Regions from separate parts of the Mus musculus genome. Here all the other regions are linked to region 2. A link is a contact called in public HiChIP or PLAC-seq and Micro-C data. All regions are on one chromosome and are shown on one strand. Each heading gives the region's core, a stretch centred on a gene start, on an enhancer-like site or on the middle of the called end of the contact. The rest is flanking DNA. Distances are from core to core; before and after follow the strand shown.

Evidence for each region. Hi-C and Micro-C count contacts between places; a contact is called where the count stands out from the background. HiChIP or PLAC-seq counts read pairs in DNA pulled down with a chosen protein or histone mark.
Region 1: a contact with region 2 is called in a Micro-C map of the G1E-ER4 cell line, with 2.3 times the contacts expected there. The contact joins two enhancer-like sites. A contact is called at or near these places in 3 of 15 datasets of contacts at CTCF or cohesin (CD8 T cells, the G1E-ER4 cell line and the NIH/3T3 cell line), 15 of 484 Hi-C or Micro-C datasets (the C2C12 cell line, the G1E-ER4 cell line, the HL-1 cell line and 8 more), 7 of 115 datasets of contacts at active chromatin or transcription factors (CD8 T cells, bone marrow-derived macrophages, a colorectal cancer cell line and 4 more) and 1 of 9 other capture datasets (embryonic stem cells).
Region 3: a contact with region 2 is called in an H3K27ac HiChIP or PLAC-seq map of T-cell acute lymphoblastic leukemia, with 6 times the contacts expected there. The contact joins two enhancer-like sites. A contact is called at or near these places in 5 of 15 datasets of contacts at CTCF or cohesin (CD8 T cells, the NIH/3T3 cell line, large pre-B cells and 2 more), 5 of 484 Hi-C or Micro-C datasets (the C10 cell line, Sertoli cells, bone marrow-derived macrophages and 1 more), 8 of 115 datasets of contacts at active chromatin or transcription factors (the 230-238 cell line, the HPC-7 cell line, T-cell acute lymphoblastic leukemia and 5 more) and 5 of 9 other capture datasets (adipose tissue, bone marrow-derived macrophages, embryonic stem cells and 2 more).

What each region holds. Positions count from the first base shown.
Region 1 is chr12:32,103,121-32,107,996 of GRCm38.p6, reverse strand. 5430401H09Rik (a long non-coding RNA gene) reads left to right here. Exons shown (of 7, transcript XR_872651.3): 4 at 656-793; 5 at 4,389-4,608. Among named protein-coding and RNA genes, the nearest start is that of Gm51991, 5.4 kb to the left of the region's middle. Within about 2 kb of position 3,351, at least 43 of the 459 cell types and tissues checked have an H3K27ac peak or open chromatin away from gene starts, as enhancers often do. A contact at or near this core is called in the G1E-ER4 cell line, where this site is marked.
Region 2 is chr12:31,971,138-31,975,891 of GRCm38.p6, reverse strand. It overlaps Prkar2b (protein kinase, cAMP dependent regulatory, type II beta), which reads left to right. Exons shown (of 11, transcript NM_011158.4): 6 at 3,689-3,842. Among named protein-coding and RNA genes, the nearest start is that of Hbp1, 23 kb to the right of the region's middle. Within about 2 kb of position 2,206, at least 137 of the 459 cell types and tissues checked have an H3K27ac peak or open chromatin away from gene starts, as enhancers often do. A contact at or near this core is called in CD8 T cells, the G1E-ER4 cell line, T-cell acute lymphoblastic leukemia and 2 more, where this site is marked.
Region 3 is chr12:32,166,399-32,170,909 of GRCm38.p6, reverse strand. No RefSeq gene overlaps it. Among named protein-coding and RNA genes, the nearest start is that of Gm40374, 25 kb to the right of the region's middle. Within about 2 kb of position 1,354, at least 68 of the 459 cell types and tissues checked have an H3K27ac peak or open chromatin away from gene starts, as enhancers often do. A contact at or near this core is called in CD8 T cells, T-cell acute lymphoblastic leukemia, double positive thymocytes and 1 more, where this site is marked.

The DNA of each region.
Region 1 (4,876 bases), core at 2,102-4,601, 130 kb before region 2:
TGATTCTAACCAGTCAACTATCTCTTTATCCCAACTGGATCATTTAAGGACATGCCACACCATGCTTCAGGTCTCAAAAATCAATCTCTCCCTTTTCCTCCCTTTATAGCTTTCTTTCCTGTAACTTTCTCTAGGAAAGTCACATGCTCATTCCCCTTCCTTCCTTCCTTCCTTCCTTCCTTCCTTCCTTCCTTCCTTCCTCCCTCCCTCCTTCTCTCCTTCCTTCCCTCCTTCCTTCCCTCCTTCCCCACTTCCTTTCTTCTTATCTACTTCTATTTCCAAAACAAATACTTATCCTGTTTCCTTGGCTAACAGGCAGTAGAGTAAGATGACACTAAAGGACATATCAGTACCACCAAGTGAAACCTACTGTGGTTTATTCAAGAGAAAATGGCTACTCAAACAGCTTTGGGTATCACAGGCCTACCAAGATGACCAACCATTAAGATCAGGGTTATCTAGAAGAAACCATTCAAGGCACACTCTAAGACCAGTCTGTAGATGACACCTCTTGGTCAGCATCCAACCCTGGACACCTGTACCTTTAGCATCTCTGGCTTTCAGCACTGGCAGCTGCCACTAGAGCCTTTATCTCTACTTCCCTGCTGATGGACTGCCTCTCTGATCTCCTTCTCTTATGTCCTCTCACTTTAAGGTCTAGGACAGACACGCTTGGCTATAGCCCTCACATCACGTACTCGGACATAGCTGCAGTGGCAATTGGAAATGGAAGTTAGAATCCTTAGCTTGTCAAGCCAGTATTAGCAGCCTTTTTGCCATAGGAAAGCACCAGGTAAACAATTCTGCTAACCTTAGGAGCTACAAAACTGACTTGTATGTCTCTGACATAACTTCATCTGGTCTCTCTATGCCTACTGGGTTGTAAAACTTGAATGCCCAGAATATGAGTTTAGGGCTATTACCATCTGGGAGATGAAACTCTAAATAGAATCTTTCATGCGTGAATATAATAGACAACAGCAGAGCCATCTATTCACTTCCTGGCCTCAAGACCCTGGACTCAGTAGTATTTGCGGAGAATCTGAAGAACCCTGTCTTAGTCAGGGTTTCTATTCCTGCACAAACATCAGGACCAAGAAGCAAGCTGGGGAGGAAAGGGTTTATTCGGCTTACACTTCCACACTGCTGTTCATCACCAAAGGAAGTCAGGACTGGAACTCAAGCAGGTCAGAAAGCAGGAGCTGATGCAGAGGCCATGGAGGGATGTTCTTTACTGGCTTGCTCAGCCTGCTCTCTTATAGAACCCAAGACTACCAGCCCAGAGATGGTCCCACTCACAAGGGGCCTTTCCCCCTTGATCACTAGATGAGAAAATGCCTTATAGCTGGATCTCGTGGAGACATTTCCTCAACTGAGGCTTCTTTCTGTGTGATAACTCCAGCCTGTGTCAAGTTGACACCCAAAACCAGCCAGTACAAACCCCTTTCTGGAACTCTCTCTCACATGGTCTGATTATTGATTTTATTTTATTTTATATTTTATTTACTTTTTGCCATTCCTGGAAGTTTAGGCCAATCGCAGAACCCAGACTTGACCAGGGAAATAATCTTGCCTAAGCCTTCAAATCTGGAATGTGTTGGCACTAAAAAATATATAAGAACTTTTGTTAACTGTCGTTTTTCAGAGCCTTTCCCCCATGCTTAACACAACCAGTCACTTGAAAAAAGAATTCCTTCTAATTTCACACAAGTTACCAGGTAGCATGTTTAGTTTTGAGTGCTTCACTCCCCATGAGCCCCACCTAAAATCATAAAGTGACTGTGGTGGAGACTTCAGGCTTAGTGTCCTGGACATTGACATTCCCCTAAGGCTTTGAACTCCCTGGCGTGGAACTGTCATGGAGGAGGCTGGGCCCTGGCTTCTGCTGCCTCTAAAAGCTCAGAGCAGTGTTTATAAGCAGGTCCAGCACTCTAACCTAAATAAAACCTAGAAGTGTGGGAAGGGAACCATTTACAAGCCGTCCAGGTCAGACCCATGTATACAAAAACAAACACAGGTTTTCCTTTAGCCTCAAATTATTTCCAGATCCACAGGGGGGGTTTAAAAAATGCTTGTCACCCCACCTTGTTTTACAGAGAATGACTGCATTGTTTCCATCTTTCTTGAGCCGATCAAAGGTACCTCCAGTTTGTTATTGACTCCATGTCAATTAGATTAACCTGTCATGACCTGGTTCCTATTCAAAGTCCCAAATCTATGTATGATTTAGAATTAGGTTCAGCAGTAAGAAAGACAAAACTCCTTAAGTAACAATGGCTCAGAGCAAGATAACAAATTTGTTTCTCTCTCAATTAAAAAGAGCCTAGAATTACTGCCCAGTGTCGGTCTGAGCACTCTGTCTGTCAGAACTCAGCTCCTCTATACTCTGCCTGCTATGTTAACATGTCTGCTGGGGTGTTCCCTCGTGTGTCTCAATGGTTCCTTGCATACCAGCAATCACATCTGTCCGACATCCTAATAAATAAATTTAAAAAAGGATAATTTGTATTTTATCATTTTAACAGTATAAAACTTCTAAATGGCCTTCTTTGTATGCCGTGTTTCACTACTCAGCTGAAGCTCTTCTGCTGAGTAAACACATATGAAATATCACTGAATTGCCCAAAGGAGTGCACAGCAAAATGGGAAGAATGAGAGAGAGAGAGAGAGAGAGAGAGAGAGAGAGAGAGAGAGAGAGAGCAGGCCAGGGACAGTGGTTTATGCCTGTAATCTCAGAACTTAGGAGGCAGAGGCAGGAGAAATTGCTGTTAGTTTGAAACTCTCCTGGGCTACAAAGTGAGTTCAGGTTACACTGAATGGCATAATGAGACTTCAGTCTCAAGAAAACAGAAGTCAACTTAAGAATCCCTGTTTGGGGACAGAGGGGCCATCTGATAAGAGGAACCTGGCCCCGATGACCTGAAGTAGAAGCCCCTCTCCCCATGTATCCTCTCAGACTTACAGAGGACCGTGACAGGAACTTACAACACGCTTTTGTTGTGTTTTATGGTTGAGATTTCAGAGTTAATTTATTCCACTCTTCCTAGACTAGTATCTAAATAAATAAAAGAACACATTGGCACTTGGTGTTTTGTTTTGTTTTGTTTTTTAAGCGACAAGAAATAATATAGGAACGAAATCTTAGCCCGTCATATAGGAAGACAAGAATGACTCTGAACGCAGCAGGCAATAACTGTCTCATGACCGCAGCAGGCAATAACTGTCTCATGACCATGTTGGCCTAGGGTCTGGCTTCTGAGATGGCTGTCTGGCCAGGATCCACCACCCTTCCAATGCAGCCTTCTTCTCCTTATCTTCTCCTCCACCCCCATGCTCACCCTTGGCCTCCTCTTATCGTCCTCCAGGCTGTCAGAGGACTCCTGCTATTGCTCAGTGCTGACGTTGGAACCCTGGCATACACCCCTTCTTGGCTCTTTCTCATCTCCTTGGCTTCACCCTGGGCCTTTTCCTTGGCCTTGGCCTTGGCTTTGGCCTTGGCCTTTACCTTAGCTCTCCTGCCTGGCTCCCAGCCAGCACTCAGAGTGCCCCCTGCCCAGCCCCTCCTGATAACTGGTTCCCTATAACCCAGTCACCCTTAGGTGAGTGACCTCCTCAGGGTTAGTAAAACACTCTTTTCTAGAAAGATTTTTCTTTCTTTCTCATACTTTCTTGTAGCTGAGTTTAAAAAATGTTCACACTCACACTCCCAACGTTCAAATTATCTATTAAATAAAAAGAGGGAAGCAATGTTTACTGAGTACTTTGCCCATAGGATAACTGCTTCTCTATTTCACTTAATCATTGCCAAAGCAGGTCTTGGAGGGGGGTATCATAATTTCACTTTCTGAAGGAAAACAGACAAACAAACAAAAACCTAAGGCTCTGAAGGACTAAGTTACTGCCCAGCCGATAAGAAGAATAGCTGGAGTCTGAACGAGGTTCATTCACCCCAAAGCCTACTCACTTTTCCCGCCTGGATGGAGCTACGATGATTGTCGTAAGCATCCAGCGTTCCAGGAGCCTGGAGAAACCACCACGTATGCACGGGTGGAATCTGAGTTGGACACAAGTGCACTTAACACTTCTCTTGACAGCTCAAATCACAGAACACACGAACTTACCATCTGTCAGTGACATTAACTTGAGCAGTGGCTTAAAAAACAAAACAAAACAAAAACACAGTTGGTAAAATAATAAGGACACACCTTCAAACAGCAATGTGCAAATGAAAGGTTTAGAGAGCTAGTTATCTTTAGGTGTAGCTGAAAAAAAAAAATACTTTCAAATAGGTGGTAGGCAACGAGTTAACTGTGACTCTACAAAGCAATCCTCATACTACATTTTAAGGTTGGTGACAGTGTTGTTTTTGGTACTCTTGCTCTTTGGAGCATGACTTCAGGATTTGTGGTCAGAAGCACGAGGTGGAGAAGTCCTGATACAATCTTTGTACTGTACGGTTGCCGTCTGGACTTCATTGACTATCCCGGAGCGATCCAGCACAAGTGACAAGTGAAGACCTTGGCTGTGTTTCAGAAGCACAATTACAACTCTTGGGGTAAAGAGCCTCAGCGACAAGGCCCAGGAAAGCAGGTGTATTGAGAATTAGAGGTGAGTGGTAAGGTTAAAACCCTGGAGATGTAAGTAGTATGGAGACGCAAGCACTATACAGTAGTCACACATGGGCCAGAGATGCGCCTGTGTCAGCATCAGCTGAGATTGGTTGGATGATACGGAGAGTTGGAGCCAGGCCTGGAAGTACATACTTATAGCCCTAAGCATATGGAATGATGGGACAAGAGCATGCAAGTTCAAGACCAGCCTGGCTCGGGATACAGCTCAGTGGTAGTGTGTTTGCCTACCATGTACTAAGCCCTAG
Region 2 (4,754 bases), core at 957-3,456:
TTTAAAAACCTACTGTGTGGGCTGGAGAGATGGGTCAGGGGCTAAGAGCACTGACTGCTCTTCCAGAGGTCCTGAGTTCAATTCCCAGCAACCACATAGTGGCTCACAGCCATCTGTAATGGGGATCTGATGCCCTCTTCTGGTGTGTCTGAAGACAGCTACAGTGTACTCACGTATATGAAATAAATAAAGAAATAAATCTTAAAAAAAAAAAAAAAACCTGTGTAAAACCCTAGCAGTTGCTATGACAACCAACAGGTTAATCTGATAATTGTTTCTCTTCAACCTTACTACTGTATGATGTAAACATCTCATGAATATATACAACAGAGCTGCAGCAGGTCATGCAAGGAGTCAGTTTATAGAAGAAGTAAATCTGTAAGTCACAGAAATGAATGTGCCTTGATTTGCTCGTTCATATTGGGCAGGTAGAAAGTAATATTGCCATATAGTAGATGCTAATTACAGTGAGAATTGGAGCAAGACATGGTACCAAAGAATCTAAGTGATGGTATAGCCCACTCAGTATCGCCACAATACAATGTCCTTATTATTAACTAAAAGAATCAGGTATTCCAGAAGGCATAGGGTAAGGAAGGGAGCCTTTTCCCCTACTGTTTTAGTATCCTTTAACCAGTAGAGTGAGCACTTCCTGTGTCCTCACAGAAATTGGGTAGTATTATAGTTGTCTTTTAAAATGTTTTAGAGTGGTTTTTGTTTTGTTTTGTTTGTTTGTTTTTTGAAATAGGTTTTACTATGTAGCTCTGGCTGTCTTGGCACCTGCTGTGTAGACAGGTTGACCTTGAACACATAGAAAATATTTTATTAAACAGAAAGGATATGCACTTACTAGTATTGACAATCTGGTTTCAGAGATCTTCGACTGTTTTACCTAACCAGAGAACAATATGGTGGATAGATGAGCCTCCGACCCTCCGTAGCACATGAGCAGGGTGTTCTTCACCTTAGAGTCAGGCGGGGTTTCTGTGGCAGTTGGTGTCCCTAGCTGCTCAGTTTTGTGAGGAACACAGATCGTCTCCCCACCTGATCTACTAGCAGTTCTGGTCCTCTGGGTAGAATTGTGGTCAGCTGGTAATTACACCTCCTCTTGGCTCCCTTTCCTAATCATATAGGAACTGTGCAACTGTGCATCTTCCTCCTCCTCCTCCTCCTCCTGCTCCTCCTCTTCCTCCTCCTCCTCCTCCTTCTCCTCCTCCTCCTTCTCCTCCTCCTCCTCCTCCTGCTCCTCCTGCTCCTCCTCCTCCTCCTGCTCCTCCTCCTCCTCCTGCTCCTCCTCCTCCTCCTCTCCTCCTTCTCCTTCTGCTCCTCCTCCTCCTCCTTCTGCTCCTCCTCCTCCTCCTTCTGCTCCTCCTCCTCCTCCTCTTCCTTCTGCTCCTCCTCCTCCTCCTTCTGCTCCTCCTCCTCCTCCTCTTCCTCCTGCTCCTCCTCCTCCTGCTCCTCCTCCTCCTCTTTCTCCTCCTCCTCCTGCTCCTCCTGCTCCTCCTCCTCTTTCTCCTCCTCCTCCTCCTCCTCCTGCTCCTCCTGCTCCTCCTCCTCCTCCTCCTCCTCCTGCTCCTCCTCCTCCTCTTCCTCCTCCTCCTCCTCCTCTTCCTCCTCCTCCTGCTCCTCCTCCTCCTCCTCCTCCTCCTCCTTCTTCTTGTTTGGTTTTGTTTTTCAAGAGATTGGGTTTCTCTGTGTAGCCCTGGCTGTCCTGGAACTCACTCTGCAGACCAGGCTGGCCTCAAAACTCAGAGATCTGCCTACCTCTGCCTCCCAAGTGCTGAAATTAAAGGTGTGTGCCCCGCATTGCCCAGCAGTTCCCTGGGTAAAATGCCGTCATGCCTTTCAGTTGGGGCCTTGGCTCATTTCTCCTTTCTCCTGGTGCCCTTCCACCGCAACGCTAGCCAGGGTTAGGGATAGAGCCTAACCCCGACATATCCCTTTGTGTACGGCAGAGTCATAGTTTTGATGTCACAGCCTTCACTAACAAAACCGCTTAGAAATCCACTCATTTTTTTTAAATTTTAATTGAGTGATAGGTGAGAGCCCCAGGTGCAGTCCAGTTCTTGCAGTGGGTGTGTTTTACAACGTGCTCTCCAGTCAGAGCCTAACCTCCCATTGGCATAGGAACCACTCCAGCTCACAGGAGCTGGGCTGCTGATTGAGGTCACCCACATAGTCAGTGCGTCTGGCCCACAGCCAGATCTCCTGTCACCAGCTTCTGTTCAGGCTCATTGCTCTGTCATGCACTGCCTGAGGCCTCATAACGTCAGTCAGTACGAAGAGCAGCTGCCACCTGTTTACAGACTTCCCACTGAGGCCCTCCTCCCACCGAGGCTCTCCGCTGGGCTGCTTTCACCCTCACCAGGGCACTTTGGTTTTATATTTTTTTCTTTTCTTTTTTCAGTATAAATGGCAGGGTTTAAAATACTGGTTTAAAAGTAATTATCCGTGGAACAAATTCTAGGGTGTTTCCTCAGAAGCACCATTCTATCCACAAATTAAAGGGCAACCATTTTCTCCCGTATTAGGTAATGTCTTTTGTTTCTGTTCCTGTAGATTTCTTTACTAGTCACAGTCTTTTCCTAATCCTTAAAAGCTGTCCCTGCCAGCTGGTGGTGCACGCCTTTAACCCCAGCACTTGGGAGGCAGAGTCAGGCAGATCTCTGTGAGTTTAAGGCCAGGCTGGTCTACAGAGTGAGTTCCAGGGCAGAGAAACCCTATCATCAAAACCAAGACCAAAACCAAACCAAACCAAACCAAACAAACAAAAAACTGTCCGCTTTTGCACTACCACATCTTTGTCCAGGATTTTTACCAACAGAATAAAGCTGCCTCCCAGGTACCCCAGCCAGCCTTGAAACCATGTTCTCTACTGAGTACAGAATGTGGGAAGACGGCTCTGTGAGAAAAATAGCTTATATGAGTGTAGGGCCTGGTGACCTGAGCACAGGGACGTGTAAATGGAGTCTGTTTTCTCAAGGGAAAACCAACACAGAAACATCTACAGAAAGACCAAGGCCGGAAGCTTGGTCTGATCTCCTACCACTTTCTAGTTTCAGCTTGGAGCTGACCTAAAGTGAGGGGTCAAGGAAGGAGTGTTAAGGCTTCATGGGCCAATATGGCCTAAAAATTCAATTCTGCTTGTAACCCAAACCAGCTATGTATAATAAAGACAACATTTGTGTTCTAATAAGACTTTATTGGCAGCTGGCCTGGGGGCCAGCTCCTGCCATAGTTTATAAAGGACTCATCAGCAGATTGTTAGAACTGAATTCCTTTAAAAAAAAATAGCCATTTTCGCTTGGTCTTAGAAGCCATGTACTTAATACATGTCTGTTAAGTACGCAGTCAATGACCTGGCATACCTCACAGTTCTTACTGTCTGAGACAAGTCCAGCTAGTGTTTGGTGTATGTTGCAGAGATGACTTTCTGCGCACACTCTATCCCTGACTCTAACTTTGTTTAGTTCCCTTTTCCCTGTGGGTTGTCCCTGTCCTGGTGTAGTTGATAGCCATTTCAATAGGTCTGGAACAGATGAGCACACACTGTTATCATCAGGGATAGGCAGGCAGCATCAAGATTGCATTGCACGGGGCTCTTCTCTGAAGCTCTGCTGCACTGTAACTAATGTTGCCTGAGTCACACTGTCTCTGACTTCCATATGAATTTATATATGTCCAACAGAGGAACATTTGATATTTATGTAAAATGTGATGGCGTTGGAAGATGCGTCGGTAACTATGATAACCGTGGGAGTTTTGGAGAACTGGCCTTAATGTACAATACACCCAGAGCAGCTACAATCACTGCTACCTCTCCTGGTGCTCTGTGGGGTTTGGTGAGTAAAATATTTGCTTGACCTAAATGTTGTTGTTTTTGAAAATTATCATGGCAGTAGATAGGCAGATATCCCCAGTCTGTATTTTAATTTTGATTGGTGGTTTTATTTGGGATCACAAGTCATTGGCATTCGTTAAGCATTTGCTAAGATGCTACACTGTTAAGCACAAAGTCTGTGCTGAACCAAAGCTTTATGTCCTGTCTCTCCCCAAGTCAGGAGCCTGAACACACTGGCCTTTGGGAATGACATCGGATCCACAGTGTTCCTTTCTTGTCCATGCTTAAAAACCACAACAGCTGGAGCGCTGACTCAGTCAGTAAGGTGCCTGCTGGACGAGAACGAGGCTCTTTGTTGGATCCCCAGAACCAATGTAAAAAGTTGAGCAGAGTGGCTTGTGCCTTTAACTCCAACGTCGGGGAAGCAGTTGTGGAGACACACAGATCCCCAAAGCTCATGGGCTAGCCGGTCTGGCCAATCAGTGAGCTTGAGGTTCAGTGAGAGACCTTGTTTCCGAGATGGAGAGCAACCCAGGAAAGACATCTCACATCAGTCTCTGGCCTCTATATGCACATGTGCATCGTGCACAAGCATCCGATCACACATACGCACATACCCTCAACTAACAAGTATGAATACTGTACCACACACACATAGACACACACACACACACATCCACAGCCTTTTTCTCAACTAGATCTCTGAAGTAAGTAGTGTAGTCTGTAAACCAGTGATTTTCAGAGTGACCAACTGAAAGTCACAACTGGGAACTTCTTAGAAACATCCCAGGCATCCCAAGAGCTCCTGCACCAAGAACTCTGGAAACGGGGCACAGCAAGCCTATACTGGCAGGAGCCTTCCATGTGATTCTGATGTGTGCTGCACTTTGAAAAAGCATGGGAAAAGAGCGAA
Region 3 (4,511 bases), core at 105-2,604, 200 kb before region 2:
GAAAGGGTCTGGGATAAGTTAATACTGGGAGACATGGGCAGAGCCTGTCTCATCAGACAGCAAAGGACCACCAGGCTGTAAAACTCCATCATTCCTGGCACTCTAGGAAGAAACAGTTGTGCACTTCATTCCATTGAAGAGGTGAGCAGTGCGTTTAACTTTCCTGGCTTCTCCAGTGCTTCTCTGTGTGCACCAGGCCCCTTTGCCTGCTGCAGATCTGTAAGCTTCAGGTTGTAAAAGGCCTGGCCTAAAAAAATTAAGATGAAGAGTAATAAAGGATACCTGATGTGTAGACTCTAGTCTACACATGTGCACGTGCGCACACACACACACACTAAAATAATAATAATAATAAAAGAGAATAAAAATAGTCACCATACTTCTTTATAATAACTAAAATTTGCAAACAGCCCTTAAAGTCTCTCTACAGGAGATCAATTAGCTAAGTGCCATTGAATTAAGAGCTGGGGATGTGGCTCTAATTGATAGTGCTTGCCTAGAGTGCACACAAGTGAGGCTTCAACCACTTGCCCTGAATAAACTAGATATGATGGTGCACACCTCTAATCCCAACGTGAAAGTTAAGGGCAGGAGGACATTCTAGGTTATTCTCTAATACTTAAGGAGTTTGAGGCCAGCCTATGCTAGATACTCTGTCTCAAAAATCAATTTAAAAATGTAAGTGGTGGTAAGTATGTGCATACATAAAAAGTTTGGGAGTATATATATATATATATATATATATATATATACTCACACTGGTGTTTGTTTTTGTTTTTTTGTACTAGGGAATTGAATCTAAGGCCTTACACATGGAAGACAAACACTACCAATAAGCTGTATCTTCAGCCATTTTTATTTTTATTTTTATTTTTATTTCACTATATAGCCCTAAGTTACAGGGGCTTGCCTTGAACTCACACTGTAACCCAGGCAGACCTTGAGCTTGGGATCTTTCTGCCTCAGCCTCCTGAGTGTCTGGGAGCTATAGCTTATACTATTAATAGTGATAGTTTTTTCTGTGCATTAACTTTTTTTCATTTGGATTTGGGGACGTTTCGAGTTTCTTAACCAGGAGAAATTAATATTTTCATTTTCTGGGGAAAAAAGATGCATTCCAAATGACAATCGTCTCTTTGTCTCTTAACGTAGATCATGCTGCACTAAAAGCTCAAAGGGCGGCAGAGGGACTAAATTTGAAGGCCTTATTATCAAGCAGTGGCTTCAAAGCTATTGTTGGAAGTTGGGATTTGAAAACAGGGACCTTGAAATCTTCAGCCTTATCCCTACCTGATGGTGATCAGTCACTGCTAAAACTGGCCTTGATCTCTGTTCAACAATAGCAGTGCTTTGAAGAAGGTGCCACCTGCCACTAAGTCAGTCAGGAGAGTCCTGCTTGCTGCAGCTCTTCCCAACTGCAGACCTGGTGCTGCCTGTGTGGTCCTGCTGGGCTTTCCAGCTCGCATCTGAAGTCCCCTGAGGAGGTGCAAACAGCCTGTTTTCACTCCTTGTTAATGTCAGATTCTTTTCTAAGCATTTGCTCATTAACACAACTGAGTAAATCTTGCTGCCTGCTGCTTTAGTAGGAATTATCCCCTAAGCGGGGCTCGGTGTGGTTCTGAGTCAGGGGGCCTGTGGCCTATCAAGGGATGCAAGGCCACTTTGCAGTGTGGAGCAGCAAGCACCATGTGCCTCTCAGCAGAGGAACAATCGCCTGGCAATCGACCCCAGAATCTTCTAGTTTTACTTTAGAATTAAAATAGCTTCCTATTGTCTGGCAGAAAGCCACCCACCATTTCCGACCATTGCAAGGTTTATGGTTGAACAGTGCTTTCTGCAACCTGATGTGTTTGGTAGGTAAGTCTACACAAGTCCCCACTGCACACACACACACACACACACACACACACCACCTTTCCTCTGCACCATCACAAAGCACTTGTTCTGTTAAGCTACCAGCCCTGTGGCTACAAAGGGCTTCCCCTGAGGAAGTCTCATAGCCACAAAGAAGTACCAAACCCTTGACTACCCCCACCCCACCCCGTTCTCACCCCAGCTGTGCTCAGTCCACAGTTTCACAGTTCTAGACACCAGAGAAAACAGCCTCTCACTTTAAGAGCAACTCCTTCCTCAGGTACTAATTGCTCAACGTGAATGGACACATTTGCCGGCTTTCAGTAAGTAAATAGGCTTGGCGCCTTAAACCTCCAGAAATTTAAAAGATTCTGAATTCTTAACAGAGGAACCTTTAATGGCCAAGAAGCACTTAAGAAATATTCAACATCCTTAGCCATCAGGGAAATGCAAATCAAACGACTCTGAGACTCCATCTTACATCAGTCAGAGTGGCTAAGGTCAAAAACTCAAGTGACAGCAGATGCTGACAAGGATGTGGAACAAGGAGGAACACTCCTCCATTGCTGGTGGAAGTGCAAATTTGTACAACCACTCTGGAAATCAATTTGGCAGTTTTTCAGAAACTTTGGAATAGTTCTACTCTAAGACCCAGCTATACCACTCCTGGGCATATACTCTAAAGATGCCCCACTACAGCACAAGGGTATGTGCTCCACTATGATCATAGCAGCGTTATTCATAATAGCCAGAAACTAAAAACAACCTGATCCCCTCAACTGAAGAATGGATAAAGCAAATGTGGTACATTTACACAATGGAATACTATTCAGCTATTAAAAGCAAAGACATCATGAAATTTGCAGGCAAGTGAATGGATCTTGATATTCTCATGTTGACCCAAAGAAACTAAGTAACAAGGAGGCCCTTAGAAGCAGAAACAAAATAGTCATGGGTAGTGAATGGAGAGAAGGAACTGGGTGAGAGAGGGTGTGAGGAGGGGAACAGGGGTGAGGTTCAGATGTGGGGAGGGGGTGAAGGAGAGGGCTTGTAGTGAGAACAGAAATCGATGAGGAGCATCTCTGGAACTGGCTGGAGATCTTGGATGGAGGAAGCTCTGAGGAATCTATTGAGGTGATCCTAGCTGTGATTTCTATCAGTGGTAGATATGGAGACTGAAGTGGCCACTTCTTGTATCCAGGCAGGACTTCCAGTGGAGGGAAGGGGACATCAACCCACCCACAAAACCTTCTTCAACCCAAAATTTGTCCTACTTACAAAATGTGCAGGAATAAAGATAGAGCAGAGATTGAGGGAATGACCAACCAATGTCTGTCCCAACTTGAGACCCATCCCATGGGAGAGAGCCAGCCCCTGATGCTATTAATGATATTCTGTTATGGTTGCAGACAGGAGCCTAGTATAAGTGTCTCCTGAGAGGCTTCCTCCAGCAACTGATGGAAACAGATGCAGAGACCCACAGCCAAACATCAGGCAGAGGTAAAGAAACCTTGTGAAAGAGTGTGAGATAGAATTGAGCAAGCCAGACGGGTCAAGGACACCACAAGAAGACCTACAGAGTCAACTAACCTGGGCCCATTGGGGGCTCACGGTGACTGCCTCACCAGCCGAAGAGAATGCAGGGGCTGTACCTAGGCCCCCTACACATTTGGAGCAGATGTGCAGCTTGGTCTTCATGTGGGTTACTTAACAATCGAAATGGGGGCTGTCTCTGACTTTGTTGCCTGCCATTGGGTACCCTTCCCCTACCTGGACTGCCTGGTTGGGTCTCAGTAGAAGATTAGTCTTGCTGGGACTAGATGTCTCAGGCGGAGATGGTACTCAAAGGGGAGCTTCCCCTTCTCATCAGGGAAGGAGAGGGGACAATTGGGGGAGCGATTGGTAAGGGTGGGACTGGGAAGAGAATAGGGAGGGGCCTGAAATTGGGATACAAAATGAATAAATAAATTAATGAGGAAAAAAATAACTAAAAGATTCCGAGAGTCACCGGTCCAGGAAGCGATGCAGAGTAAACAGGTTAGGTTGTGAACACAGTACAGCAATTTAGAAAAATTTATTTTCCAGTTGGAGCAAGGGAGGTAGTAGCAATTTAAAATAGATGGGACAGGATAAAGAGTGGGTACAGACTTTGGTGTTAGGTCATCTAAAACCAAGAGGCAATTTTCACCTGAATAAGTTATCCCATCTCTTCACTGTTGACTCTCGTATTTACAGTAAAGCACAGAGACACAGTACTGACTCTACAGATTTGCTGTCCAATTAAATGAAAGACTAAATGAGAAGAGTAGGTGGGTCTACAGTCTGGCCAGGAGTTATCACTCAATAATGTTACCTATTATTGGGTTGTTCTTTTCCAAGAAAGCCTGAAGAATCTCTGGAATTGGGGTATTTGGTGGGTCCATCCTTGGTGTGTGACTTCCAGGAGTTCTTTACAGATGTTTCTCCAATAAGACTTCAAAGCAAAAATAATTTCCATTCAATATCAGATAATAAGAAATCTTCAAAATAGCGTCAAGCTTCTCTGAAGAACTATTCTAATCCATGCAAATTAGCTTCTGGTTCTAGGCCTATTACAGATTAAACAGAGACGCTGCAATTAGTATTAAATGCTACTCTTCTTCACCTTTTTTATCAGC